Linked DNA regions of Zea mays: region 1 is linked to region 2. A link is a contact called in public Hi-C data. All regions are on one chromosome and are shown on one strand. The core of a region is the stretch at or near the end of the contact, and the rest is flanking DNA. Distances in the headings are between cores, read along the strand shown.

Evidence for each region. Hi-C and Micro-C count contacts between places; a contact is called where the count stands out from the background.
Region 1: a contact with region 2 is called in a Hi-C map of endosperm, with 2.9 times the contacts expected there. The contact joins the promoter of LOC103626898 here to the promoter of LOC100281116 in region 2. A contact is called at or near these places in 5 of 25 Hi-C or Micro-C datasets (ear, endosperm, leaf and 2 more) and 1 of 3 datasets of contacts at active chromatin or transcription factors (leaf).

Annotation. Positions count from the first base shown.
Region 1 is chr5:133,275,718-133,283,107 of Zm-B73-REFERENCE-NAM-5.0, reverse strand. It overlaps LOC103626898 (E3 ubiquitin-protein ligase SINAT5-like), which reads right to left and starts at 3,692. Exons shown (of 3, transcript NM_001319708.1): 1 at 3,240-3,692; 2 at 1,069-1,455; 3 at 8-593. The coding sequence starts at 3,515. The coding sequence ends at 231.
Region 2 is chr5:133,044,297-133,050,963 of Zm-B73-REFERENCE-NAM-5.0, reverse strand. It overlaps LOC100281116 (ATP-dependent Clp protease ATP-binding subunit clpX), which reads left to right and starts at 3,949. Exons shown (of 15, transcript NM_001154035.1): 1 at 3,949-4,479; 2 at 5,057-5,118; 3 at 5,198-5,298; 4 at 5,861-5,940. The coding sequence starts at 4,000.

The DNA.
Region 1 (7,390 bases), core at 2,443-4,942, 230 kb before region 2:
ATTGGATCGAGAAAAATGCTTATCGTGAGATTCATGGGAGCTTAGTCACAGCCCACAAAAGGAGTAAGCCAGTATTTTCATTATCCTGCCAACAGTAAATACGCCCTGACTAATTTAGGGCGGGCTGCAATGGCAGCTTGGCAGGACAAAACGCAAAGCACAGGCACACGCTCACACAAACACATCGGCCGTATCAATATACACCTGGATCCATCCTCTTGTTACTGAGCTCAGCTGAACAAATTGGGAATGCAGGCTCCTGAGTCAGGATTCTGCTGCTCCTTCCAGATACGGCCTGTGACTCGCAGTTTCAGCTCTTTCCTTTCTCCACCTGAGAAGAAGAGAGCCATGTTGCGCTGAATTATTAGACCATCATGGCTGTCCCTAACCTTCCGGTGGCTGTCCCGGATGCTGCGGGGAGTTCCCTCCCATATCATCTTCCTGCCATTTGCACCAACCTCAAGGCTATAGCTGTAGTTCCTAGCATCATTTTCATCGCCCATAAACCGGAGGAAAGCCATGTATACTGGTGCCATTCCAAGCTGAAATGCCTCAAAGTGCAAGCAAAAGTACTGCCCAAAACAATGAAAAACCTAGAAGGACATAAGATAGTATCAGACCAAATTCACTTGATTCATAAATAGATAAAGCATAACTTTGTTATATATCATACTAGACTACTAGTAAGTTGTGGTCAGAAAATCTTGTTTCACTAGCTGAATACATAACATGTGTTTGATTCACATATTTCCAATGAGGGGTGTTCAAAATAACTGATGATGGGTGAATTAAACATATATTATCTATACTAACATAACTGATAAAACAAGGCATGACTGAAGGCAATCCAAGAGATAACTATAACTTAGTTCAAACATAGATAAAGCATAACTTCCTTGATTATGTAGTAGAACTAGAATATGAGAAAAAAATTGTTTCCTTAGCTGTGGTGATTTAACTTATTTCCAATGAGGAATGTTCAAGACAACAAAAGGTAAGATATAAAAACATCTGCATTATTAATAAAAAAAGCAATCAAGAGAACTACAAATATATGTGGATACTTACAGTTAGCATCCAAGTTGCATTTTCAACCTCTCTTGGATTGGACTTGACATAGCGGTGATTAAATGTACATCCAGAGTGCATGTCCACTTTATGATCATCTCGCAGATGTGCCACAAGAAAAGAAATATCCCCAACAACTGAGCATTCAGAACCAGCATAAGGGCAGTTGTATGGCCTAAAATTACACTGTGATTCATGCTTGAGTTTGCTGTAGTATGGGAAGACTTCTGAACATCCAAGAGAGTAGTATTTGCAGGGGAGCTCAAGTGATTCAGCCACCTTCTCTAATGCCAGACACCTGATGTCACCTAGCTCTTGTCGACAAGTTGGGCAGCGGTTGTGCACCCGAGTTTTGCAGGTGGAACATAGAGTATGACCATTTTGGCACTGTAACATAGGGAAACATTTCAGTTTGTAACAGGCTAATTTTTATGTCGATTGTTGAACCATGGGATTCAAATGCTAAACCTAGAAAATTCAAAGTTTCATATAATAAATGCTAAAACTAGGATGTATTTTCTCATTACATGGTTTCCAGAAGAGAAGAATAACAGGGAACAGAAAATAGATATATCAACAAATATATATTGTTCAATGTAGTAGAGCAAAATAGGATTATACTACTACAACGGATATGAAAGATTGCCCCTTCTAGTAAATGCTATTGGTCAGTCAAGCAGATCATTTTCACAAAGTAGATAGAAATTTTTTCCTCTTCACTTCCAAATGGGAATTTTATATATAGACTAACAAGAAAAGGACCTCAAAAACAAATTTTGAAGATGCATAATCAGCACCCAAACTACTAAAGGGAACTGCATAAGTTATCAAGCAACAGGAAACTTATTGGTCAAGATTTTTACTGGTCAGTTCAGAATCAAACATGAAAGCATTAGAGCATCCCATGGTAGAATGAATCCTGTGCTATTTGTGTCTGCAAAAAGACACAGTTGGAATCGTTGTATGCTATTCAGGAAAGTATCATAAGACATTAATAAAATCTTATCAATACATAAGGTTATTGAAACGCACTCTGGTGAGGAATATATAAGGAGAGCGTCAAGTAAATCAATTGTCAATTATTAAAATGTTCAATTTTGGAGAGACAAAATTGGCTGTGGGAACTACGCAATACTGCAATAGCAGTAATCCACAAAGAATTTGGCAGGCTCAGAGGAATCTAAAATACATGGCAGTAACTTAAAGAACAATTGACCTGATTAAACCAAAAGGACATCTCTACTTCTCTAGTTTGCAAACATTGTATCTTCCTCTTGGGTACGGGCATGAAAGCACGCACACACAGCATCCATAAAAACACAAATAAACTAGAAAAGGAAACTGTTGGGATTTTTTTATTAGATATAGAAGGGCATAGATGTTGCTTCCAAAGGAACACGTCACTTCATAAACATCTGCCCTAACCCTCATTCTTGCTTCCCAGTGTTAAATTCACTTCAAGCATTGAATGGACGAATGACATGAATGACGAGGCTAATTCAATCCTCATCTATTAATGCTCTGCCCCACATTCTGATTCCAGGCACAAGCTGACAAGCATAAACTCAAACGAGGTGCTACTCCTTGCGGCACACTGATTTCATTCGAAGACTAGAGACCACTGAGGAACAGAAACACAATCCATTACTACAAACAAATATGGAAGGAAACTAGATTGACAACATCGATAATTCGAGACAATTACAATATCTTAGATTCTCTGTATCTAAACTGCAATTATCACACAGTTAGCTATATGGAAAATTTAACTATTTTCCACTATTTAAAGGTGGGTGGCAAATTTTTTACCAAATCAGTGACTATGATGTCATGACACAAATTAAATGAGTGCTACAGTAAGTGGCAAAAATCGAATGTCCCGCTATATCGGTGGTTTGCAGGATGCAGAGGATGGGCAAGACGCATTTGCGATAGATGAAGAAAGGAAAGTTATTCCCCTATCAAATGTACCGATTACGCATGCCTGGGACAGAAAGATCGCGGGGAATTAAGCGGCCAGGTCTCCCCATGACCAAGAACCGCGAGCACAAGCAACAAAGATCCTAACCCTATATTGGAAGTAGCAACAGATCACGCAACCTCAGCCTTGGTAGGGCTAACATGCCAAGATCCCGAAACGAAGGCACTAAAGGAATCGGAGCGGGGCGCACCTGGTGGATAGGCGGGTACATGGAATTGGTGCAGACGGGGCACTCGAGCAGCTCGTGCACGCCCGTGGCTGGCGAAATCACCAGCGAACCCGCTCCCGCTACCGGCCCGGCGGCACCGACGCGGTCGGAGACGACGACCACGTTGACGGCGGCAGTACCGGCGGTGGAGGAGGATTTGAGGAAGGGGCGAGGGAGCTGGGACGAGGTGACGGCGTCGGTGTCGTCGTCCCCCATGCTGTCGGAGTAGGACATGCACTCGATGCTGTCCAGCTCCATGTTCCGCAGCAGATCGGGCCGAGAATCTTGACGGGTGCCCAACTTGTGCCGAGGCTCAGATTCGGCTCTCTCTCCGCCCTTCCTCGCGCGGGTCCGGATTGTTGCACCAGGTGCTCCGGGCTCCGAGGACTCGATCGAAGAACTCCACGGGCGCGGGCGGCGAGGGGACAGGGCAAGGGGAGCGTAGCAAAGGGGATGACAGACCAGGTGGGCTGTGGGTGTGAAGGGATGAAACGGGGGGAAGAGGGACTGAGGGAGGAATGTGTGTGGGGTCGGCGGTTGCGGCGGGTGGTGGTGGGGGCATGATGCGGTGGGGGTACCCAGCACGCGGCGTGGCGTACTGTCGTGGTGCCTTTTTCGGGTGGGTTTTTTATGACGGTCTGCAGGCAGACTGCTGTTGTGTGTGTGGTGTGGTGCGGCGCACGTTCAAATTTGAACCTGTCGACCGGCGGACGCAGGACCGCGGGCGTGGGCTGGCCGCAGTCAGACTGTCAGAGCACATGTCTTTCAGGAATTTGATGTGAGAGCGTTTGGTTATTGGCCCATTTTAAAAATCCAAATAACGCTACACTTGTATAGATTTTTCAAATATAAAAGATAGCAAAGCTATACAGCTCTAAGCCTCCACATTATATATATACCAACGCTATTTGTCACCTAGGGTAAAGCTTCACCTGGACCAAGGCAGAGCTCTCAGTGTGGCAAGATATGACATCCGCCATACCTTAATTTTCTAGTGAATTTACCCCAAAATCACTGTGTACCATAAGCACATATAAGGAAATTAAGTTTCGCTACGAGAAACTTACCATCGGCGGTCGGAGTAAGAACAAAAACGCATGTACTTTACGAACCGTTACCAGGCCTCCAGGCTGCTACTCTCTATGGGCCTTTTGGCCTTTGCTTGGCACGTTGACAGTTGACTACGACCTTCTTGCTAGCTAGCTGGACTTGGAGCCAACCACATGAGTACAGTTTGTCAGACGTATGCTAGGATTACTTCACCAAATCACTGTTTTGTGTCTCCATGGCTCAGATGTCCATCGCTCAGTTATCTTTCTGTCTCCCACAGCACCAAGGTCGCCCGTTCATCGCAAGGGTTGAGCAACAGTCATGGCATCTTCGACGAGACTGTGATGGTGGTGGTTGCGCAGTGGATCTCCTATCTATGCCACTGAGTGAAAAATCATTGCTATGTTTCGTCATACCTTAGATCTTTTCCGTCCTCCGCCACTGACCCGAACCCAGCCGCGCCCCCGACGCTGGGATCAGCTTGACCCGCGCGAGGGCCACGTGCTGGCGGCCAACACGATAGGCTCAGATCCAAAAAAAGGCGGCAAAAAACAACGCGCGGACGCGCCCTCTCACCCCACCCCGACCAATATAAAAGCGGACGGGCTTCGATCCCGATGTAACCCTAAAAATAAAAAATATTATTGGTGCTGTCGCCGCTGCCCGACTTCGATTCACGTCGAGTGCACCCACCGACAGTCAGTAAGATCGATCGCGAGCCGTTGTCTTCCTTTCGCGGTGATCGTCATCTGTTGTTGACTTAGGAGGTACGATCTGACAGTAAGTTCCTGAAAGGGAAATGTGCCCTTGGGACATTTCCAGTTGTTTTGGTGATTAAATGCTCAACACATTACTAAGAACTAGCACTGCTCTTATGAGCATGAGCACAGGTGGTTAGAAAAGCAAATTGAAGCAAATGTACGTTTCTAGCACTTAGTTATTTGTTTTAGGTGCTAACAATGTTCATCTAAGTGCTAGGGAACTTCTCAAGTCAAGCAAAAATGTAGTGAAGAAGGTTGGCTAAGTATGGCCAAACTTGGACCAGTCTCGACCTCACCGGACAGTCACCCGAGACGTGCTCAGGCGAGTCAGGACAGCGCTCGGGTGAAATGTCACACCCGGTTTTGGAAGGTAAACCGAATGCGAATCATGTACGTGCTAGGATCAGAAATTTCACGTACATGGCGATTACATAAATGACTCATCATAGCACAAATGCTTCGAATAACAATAAAGAGTAAGTAATGATATTAAAGACTAGAGTCATTTACATAATATAAATCAAAGTGCATATAATAGAAATGTAGCCAACGTAAATTAACCCACCATAGGCAGCTGACTGGGGAGGTCGCTAGCCTAATCCTCGAACTCGTCGAAGTCCTGGAACTCCTGGAGATCCGCCTTGACGTCTTCTTCTCCTTCTTTACCTGAGCATAGATTGCACCAAAGGCAGCCTGGTGTTTTGTGAAAGCAAGGGTGAGTACACATCAACGTACTCAATAAATGTCACGTTTGGCTGAGGTGGACTAGCTTTATGTGGAGTTAAGCTCAAGCAGTTGCTTTTAGTTGGTCATTTATTTATTATTAGTGGAAGCCAAGTTTTAGTAATAGCCAACTCGTGAACCATTTCCTCATCGAGGAACATCATGATCATCATCAAACCAAAAACATTAATAGAACCATTGAATCTCGAACCAGATGTATCTCTAATCAAAGAGGATCTCAATGCCGCTCATAACCGTGAGCACGGCTGATATATCAGTTTCATTCCCTCTGCAGAGGTCGCACACTTTACCCACGAGTCATGATTCCCTTTCTGCCCGGGGAGAGCTAATCCCCATTGACCACTACCTAGGTGGCTTGGCAGGGTATCGCTACGTAGCCTTTACAAAGACTCCCCTGGTGCATAGCTGCTCATTAGGTTTCGCCAGTCGTACAAATGCAGTACACCTCCCCAAGGTGGGTGACTAACAAAACCAAATCGAATGAACCTCTACACCCCACCTTAGCAGAGCGAGCACTACGCCCCGGCCCCCATTGACGGCCCTCCGGCAAAGCCAACTATACCCTTAGGTTCATCAAATTAATCAGCTAAGGGCGTCCCATTCCACCCTCATGGCTGCGCTGTTATCCCGGGTGGTCACTCCACGAACAGGTCTTTACGGAGAGGTACTCAGGAAAATGGCCTGAGTCCCCTAAAGTATCACAATATCATCATCGGGATAACATCATCGTATCATAAATGTTCACATCATGTTCATTGATTAAGTTGAAGCAATAGCATAACCTAACCATAATAACCCAAAAGGTAATCAAGGAAAAGGTAAATACAAAACTAGTCAATCCTTAGGTTTCAATTAAGTAATGCGGGACAGTGAATTATAAAGTAAGTAGGACATAATAGGTCAGACGACACTTGCCTTCACCAAACAGATGCTCAGGATCTTCAACCTCATAGAACTCAGAGAGCTTGATCACTTGGTCGCCAACGCTTGATCGTCGATTCCTCAAAGCGCGGAAACAAATCGCGATCTAATCGCAACGCGAAGCGAAGACGAACAAGCACAAGCAAACATATATATATATATATATATATATATATATATATATATATATATATATATATATATATATATATTGTTGGGACCATGCTTCGTTGCCGAAGGTCCTGCAGGAAGAAACACCTTCAGCAAATCTGTTTATATGTGGTACCGAAGCTACCGCTCATGAAGCTTCGATATTATAACGTATCCAAAGACGAAGGATCGAACCGACTTAAAGATGGAATGACTTTTTAGTCCATAAGGGTCTGAGTCATAATTGTAATCTTTTTGTAAGGGGCATGATTGTAATTTCTTACAGGCTGTGTCCTGTGCCTATAAATAGATGAACAATACTCCTTTACTGTAGACGCAATCTTGTAATTGCTAACACCTTACGCTGGAATTATTGTTTTCTGCCAAGGCGAAGGTATAAATGTACCTAAATATTATGTTTTAATATTTAAGTTCATATTATAAAATAAGTGAATAATGTTATTTATTCTTGGTATTCTATAACGTTTTATATTTTATATTTCATTT
Region 2 (6,667 bases), core at 2,700-5,199:
CTGTCGTAGCGTCCCCACGCCTGGGGTGGTAGCCTCGGTGCACCTTCTCGTCGAGGCGGGCTCGATGGTCGCGGCGGCGGTGTTCGTTGCCGAGGCGACCCGGGGCTGCAGGCGTCGCGTCCCGCGTGCACCCGGTGTGGACCGAGGCTTCCCGCATGAATCGGGAAGTTGCTACGCGATGCTCCGAGGGGCACCCTTGCCTTCGGGAGGCAGAGCTCTCGGCCCGTCGGACCGCAGCGTCCTCTAGGAGATTCTTGAGTTCTCCTTGGATACGCCGCCCCTCGGTGGTGGATGGCTCCGGCATCGCTCAGAGCAGTATTGCCGCTGTAGCCAAATTCTGGCCGACCCCACTGGAAGCCAGGGGCAGCCTTGCCCTGGCATCGTCAGCGATACGGCGCTGGTCGTCCCGAGCCTGATGATGCGCTTCTCCGGCTAGTGCTCGACCTGCCCACTCCTGCTCGATGTTCTGCCGGAGCTGCACAAGTTGTCCTGCTTCCTCGTCGAGCTTGGCCTGCATCTCGCGGATTTGCTCGAGCTGTGTGTCCTGACCCCCCGCAGGGACTGGGACCACAACTAGCTCTCGCAGGATGTCAACGCGAGGCGCAGGCCCAGGGGGATCGTCATCCTCCGGCATACCAAGGTGGTTGCCTTCGTCGTGACCCCCTAGATCGACGTGGAAACATTCGCGACTTGGGCCACAACCCTCGTCGTCAAGGCTGTGGCCATCATCGGAGCAATCGGAGAGGCAGTAGTCACATGCGGTCATGAAGTCTCGCATGGCACTAGGAGCGCGGAGCCCGGAGAAATCCCAACCAGAGTCGGGCTCGTCTTCTTCCTCGGAACCCGGGGGCCCGTAGGTCGAGACGGCCGTCAGTCGGTCCCAGGTTGACCACATATGGTACCCCGGAAGGTTAGGATATGCCTTTATGAAAGCGCTCACCGAAGCGGGGTCGCTTGGTGGATCGAAGCTGAATCTAAAAGGTACACGGTGGAAAACGGATGGTACCTCTCGATTGACGGACGGTGACGAAGTCGCGTCGGGGACGGACTGCACCATTATCTCAGGTACGAGGCTAACGCCCAGCAAGTCCTTCGCGAGTGTGCTGACGTCATCTGTCCGCTTGGGGTTGGCACGTTGCGGGGAAACGACACTCGCCGTCGTCTCAGGCGCGAGGTCAACGCCCGACATGTCCCCCGCTGGGGTGCCGGCGTCGTCGACTCGCTCGACAGCCGACGAGATGCCGCCTCCTACCTGGCCACGATTGCCCCGTCTCCTCCTCCTGCGGCGAGGAGGGTGGCGGGACAAACCCGGATGCTGCTCTTCCGCCACGGGGGGAAGACGTCGTCGAGTCCGCTGCCGCCGGGCGGGCTGATGGCCGTCGTTGTCGCTGCCGCGCTGCGGGGGAAGGAGTACCATGTCGTAGCTGCCGTCGAGGGACATGAACTCGAGACTCCCAAAACGGAGCAGCGTCCTGGGCTGAAGAGGTTGCTGGAGACTACCCATATGGAGCTCAACGGGAAGTTGTTCGTCAACACGCAGCAGGCCCCTACCTGGCGCGCCAACTGTCGGCGTTTCGACCCCGGGGAGTCCCTGGACCGACGAGTAAAAATTGTTGCTGCGTGTCCCAGTCCAGATGGGTTGGCACGAGATGGAACACAAGGGGGCAAAACGCGGCTTGTGTTATCCTGTGCCAGGGGGATGCGCTTGCAGTAGCGGTTACAAGCGCTCGCGAGGGAGAGAGAGAGAGTGGGCCTGTTCGTCAGCCCGTCCTCCCGCGCGACGGCCCTCCCGCATGAGGGCCCTGGACCTTCCTTTTATAGATACAAGGAGAGGGTCCAGGTGTACAATGGGGGTGTAGCTATACGCTAACGTGTCCGGCAGAGAGGTGCCTGAGCCCTGTGTACATGCCAACGTGGCTGTCGGAGAGGTGCTAGAGCCCTGTGCACACGGTATCGTGGCCGTCGGAGGAGCGCTTGAGCCCTGTAGAAGCACAGCTGTCGGGGCTGCTGGGACCTTGCTGACGTCTCCTTGCTTCCGTAGGGGCTGAGAACCACTGTCGTCATGGACGCACGCGGGGAGCCATCATTACTTGTTACCGGGGCGAGCCTGGACGGGATGCCGATCTTGTTCCCCGTAGCCTGAGCCGGCTAGGGGTAGGGTAATGATGTACCCCTCGTGGCGTGGTCGGTCCGAGCCCAAGGTCGGGCGAGGCGGAGACTCCTACTGAGGCCGAGGCCGGGGTCGGGCGAGGACGCGATTCCTCCCGAGGTCGAGGTTGAGGCCGAGCCCTGGGGTCGGGCGAGGCGGAGACCACCTTCCGAGGTCGAGGCGGGGGCCGAGCCCTGGGGTCGGGCGAGGCGGAGACTTCCTCCTGAGGCCGAGGCCCAAGGTCGGGCGTGGTGAAGTTTCCTGTTGCGCTTGAGGCTGGACTTAGCTGTTGTTAGCCCCACCCCGGCGGGTGGTACAACAATCGGAGAGGGGCGAGCGGCGCTGTTTTCCTGTCAGGTCGGTCAGTGGAAGGGCGAAATGACTGCGGTCACTTCGACCTTGCCGACTGAGGCACGTGTGTCAGGATAAGGCGTCAGGCGATCCTCGCATTGAATGCGTCTGCGATACGGTCGGTTGGTAAGGCGATTTGGCCAAGGTTGCTTCACAGCGAAGCCTGCCCGAGCTGGGCTTTGGGCGAGTCGAGGGTGCACCCGTTGCTTGAGGAGGCCCTCGAGCGAGGCGTGAATTCGCCTGGACTACTGTTCCCGCCCGAGGCTGGGCTTGGGCGAGGCGAGATCGCGTCCCTTGAGTAGACGAAGCCTTGGCCTGAATTGCGCCCATCAGTCTCTGCAACTTGTACTGATGGTGGTTACCAGCCGTGTTTAGGAGCGTTGGTGGTACCCCTAATTACGGTACCCGACAATTAGATTTGTGGAGTGTCACTTTCATACAATAGTAAATATACTATTAAAATAATCATTAGCTTTAAAAAATTTGAGATATTAAGATCAATAATGTGTTGTTCCTTATACACTAACTTTTTTATCGAATAATTTGTGTGGTGTCGCTAGAGATGTCAATGGGGAATTCTCCACCGGGATATAGCATCCCATACCCATCCCATCATGCTTGATCCATCCCCATACCCATCCCCATACCCATCATGGGTGCAAAACTCATCCCATACCCGTCCTCATTCGGGTTTCGGGTCCCCATTCCCAATTAAGGGATAACTAGGTACTAACAGCTAGCACAAACTATCCAGATTTTAGACATTACCACATCGGCGAGCACTCATCCATGAACCATAATCCATTCATCCATCCATCAGAAAAGAAATCAGTACGTCGGGACCGATAGAAGAAAATGAGAAATGGAGTCTACTCACATTCCTTGGTCACCATCTAAGTTCGTTGGCACCTGAGAATATATGGTCGTCACCGTCGTTCTAGGCTTCAAGCAGTCGGCGATGCTCGTCGTCGCCAGTGAAGTCGCCAGTGTGCAGTGCTAGCACAACTGTCCAGGCCTGCGGCGGTTGGCCGGCTAGACAGGGTGTAGCGTATGGCTGGTTATTTTAGAGTTTTGTTTTTTACTAGTCTACTAGTTGCTTTACCGTGTTGCTTTGTTGGGCTAGGACATAGGACCTGGTGCGTTGTCGTGCTGGGTTTGGTGGCCGGCTCGGCCTCAACTTATTCATACAAACAAGACAAATGTACACGTATAAAATACCCATGGGTAATCTGGTTCGAATTATTGCTTCCCAAATCCGTACCGTTTACCCAATGGATAAAGATTTTATCCTATATTTATATCTATATGAACAATTTTTGTCTCATACCTATATCTTAACAGAGGAATTCTACACGGGTTAGCGAGTATTGGGTCCCATTGACATCTCTAGGTGTCACGGGCATTTACCGGTCCACAAATATTTCCCTACCTCTGCTTTCATTCGATTCATTCCAGTCCACCCTCCCTTCCCCGCACGAAACCCCCACCAGTATTCATCCATGTCAGCCGCCGTCCGCTCCCGCGCCGCAGCGGCCGCCCTCTCGGCCGCGCGCCGCATCCACGCTGGCCACGCCGCGGGGCAGAAGCAGCAGGGCAGCAACAGCACTGGCGCCTTTCGCCGACCTTGGACCCTCTTCAGGCGCCAGCAGCAGGAGGAGCGGAGCCACGTTCCCCGCGCCGCCGCTCCTGTCCTGGATGCTGTCGCCGATCACAGGGCCGGCGGTTCGGACGGTGCGGAGCCCCCAGAGATCTGGCGACAGCCCGGAGAAGCCCCTGTCGCTCCCGAGGGTGTGGGCGCCGTCGGGAGGATCGACGTGGTTAGGGTTGCAGCCCCCGGTGGGGAAGACTTTGATGGAAAGGACGGGGGCGGGGAAAGCGGGGGTTGGGGTGGCTCTAACCTGGGACGACGGTTTCCCACGCCCAAGGAGATTTGCCGTGGGCTGGACAAGTTTGTCATCGGCCAGCAGCGAGCCAAGAAGGTAAATACTAAACCCCTCGGAAATTTTGTGTCTGATTTTATCTGATTAGACTTTGGAGTTACCGTCTTATCTACTCAGGTCCAGTTTATGTGTTTGTCCCATTAATTTCTCTGAAATTTGTTTAAAATATAGCCATTTGTAAGTATCTTTGATGGTTAATCCACTAGCACCCATCTGCATGTATCAATTGTTAATACTTCTGTGCATATTGATTGTCAAAGTCTCTAAAGTTTCACCAAATCTGTAAGGGTTTTATGCTGATGCGGATCAGCACACATGCATCAAGTTGTATTACTTCATATTTGTTCTCCTACCATTTTAGGCCCTGTTTGGAACCTCTAAAACTAATAGTTAGCTACTAAAAATTAGTTGTTGGGTTCCAAACAGCCTCAGCTAATACCGCAGCTAATTGTTAGCTACCTCACAACTAACATTTAGTTCATTAGCTGGCTCAACCCAGCTAATAATTTATTAGCTGGCTAACTATTAGCTCTAGGGGTTCCAAACAGGGCCTTAGTGCCCCTAGGCTATATTTTTCAGATTATTTAATAACCCTGTTTTCTCTCTCTTAATGCAGGTGTTGTCAGTAGCAGTTTATAATCACTATAAAAGGATCTATTGTGAATCACTCATCAACAGGTAGGTTTTGAGTAAACATCAGTTTCCTGAGAGCTATGTAGCATCAGTTTGTAAATCGAACAGAACATGCGGTCTGCAGGTCTGCTGCGGATTGCAGTCAGAGTGATTCTTGCACGAGTGACACCGACATGGTAGAGCTTGAGAAAAGCAATATTCTTGTCATGGGACCAACGGGCTCGGGTACATGCTCTTATCTCTTGACTACGTTAGTGTTGTATTTTGCAATCATCTAACACTGTCCATAAATAAAAAATGTTTTGAAATTAATCATGTACGTAAAACTTTGTTTTGCACAATCATTTCCTCTCTTTTTCTCTGTTCAGTTCGTGTGGCTATGCTAACTCTGTTTTATTGGAAAGCTGTTTTAGCTTTGCAGAGACATGTATGTCTAAAACGAGCAACTCTTGCGGTGGTTATTATCACACTGCCTATTAGCCATACAATCATGCACCTATCGTATAGTGATATGCTATTTTTGGTAGAATTTCCAAACGATCCAAGTAGTACACATTTGAGATTTTCTGAACATAGTATATGATGTCTGATTTATTTGAATTTGAAATTGAGTTTTCATCTTCTTTTCTGTCTTATAATAATTGGTACATTCTACTGGATGGAACGAAATATGCAATAGTATTGCAGTTGAGTATCCACCTTTCATTTAACTTGTTCTATGCAATCATAATCTTGTGGTCCTTATGTTATGAATGTCTTATTAGTCTAAAATCTTTCCCGAAGTCAGGGAAAACATTGCTGGCAAAAACACTGGCAAGATTTGTGAACGTGCCCTTCGTTATAGCTGATGCGACAAGCCTCACTCAGGTATACTGAATTATGTCTGTTTATCAATTCATTAACCCCGTTCCTGCTGACGTAGTTTGTCTGTGGATTTTGTTCATGCTACAAATTTAAAGGCACATGATTATAAGTTTAGTATCTTAAGTGTCATGCTTGCTACTATCCTTATACTTAATTATGTTTTTGTTAATTCAGAACTTTGTTCTTACAATTTTTCCAGTGTACCAGACGATATTTCGTTCCTGCTACAATTTTTTTATATAGAACGCGCAGGAGAACTGCGCATCTTATACATTAGAGAGGAAAAGAAACCTTACAAAAGAGGAGATGTTGCTGAGCAAATCTCCCAAAGACCCACATAAACCCGAAGGTAATTACAGATTGGTACTGAAACTTGACCCGACCTCGCCCAGAGCAGCAACTAAGCCCATGCTCCCAATCTCCTTAGCTCCTGCTATTGCCCAGCAAACGCACTCATCCGAGAAACACCTAAAAATCCTGGGTAAGGATGGAGTCTCCTGCTACAAATTAAAGAGCAGATGATTATAATCTTACCATCTTTTTAAGTTTCATTTTTCTGATCCCTTCTTTGCTGACATTGAGACTAATATCCTGATATTTAAAACCATTGTGCATGCTCTTGTGAAGGTTTCATCGGTTCCATTCATATTTTATGATTTCTTATCCAGTTCTTTATTCCACTGGAGACATGGAGTAGATTGTTTGCTATTTTTTAATATGATTTTTTGTT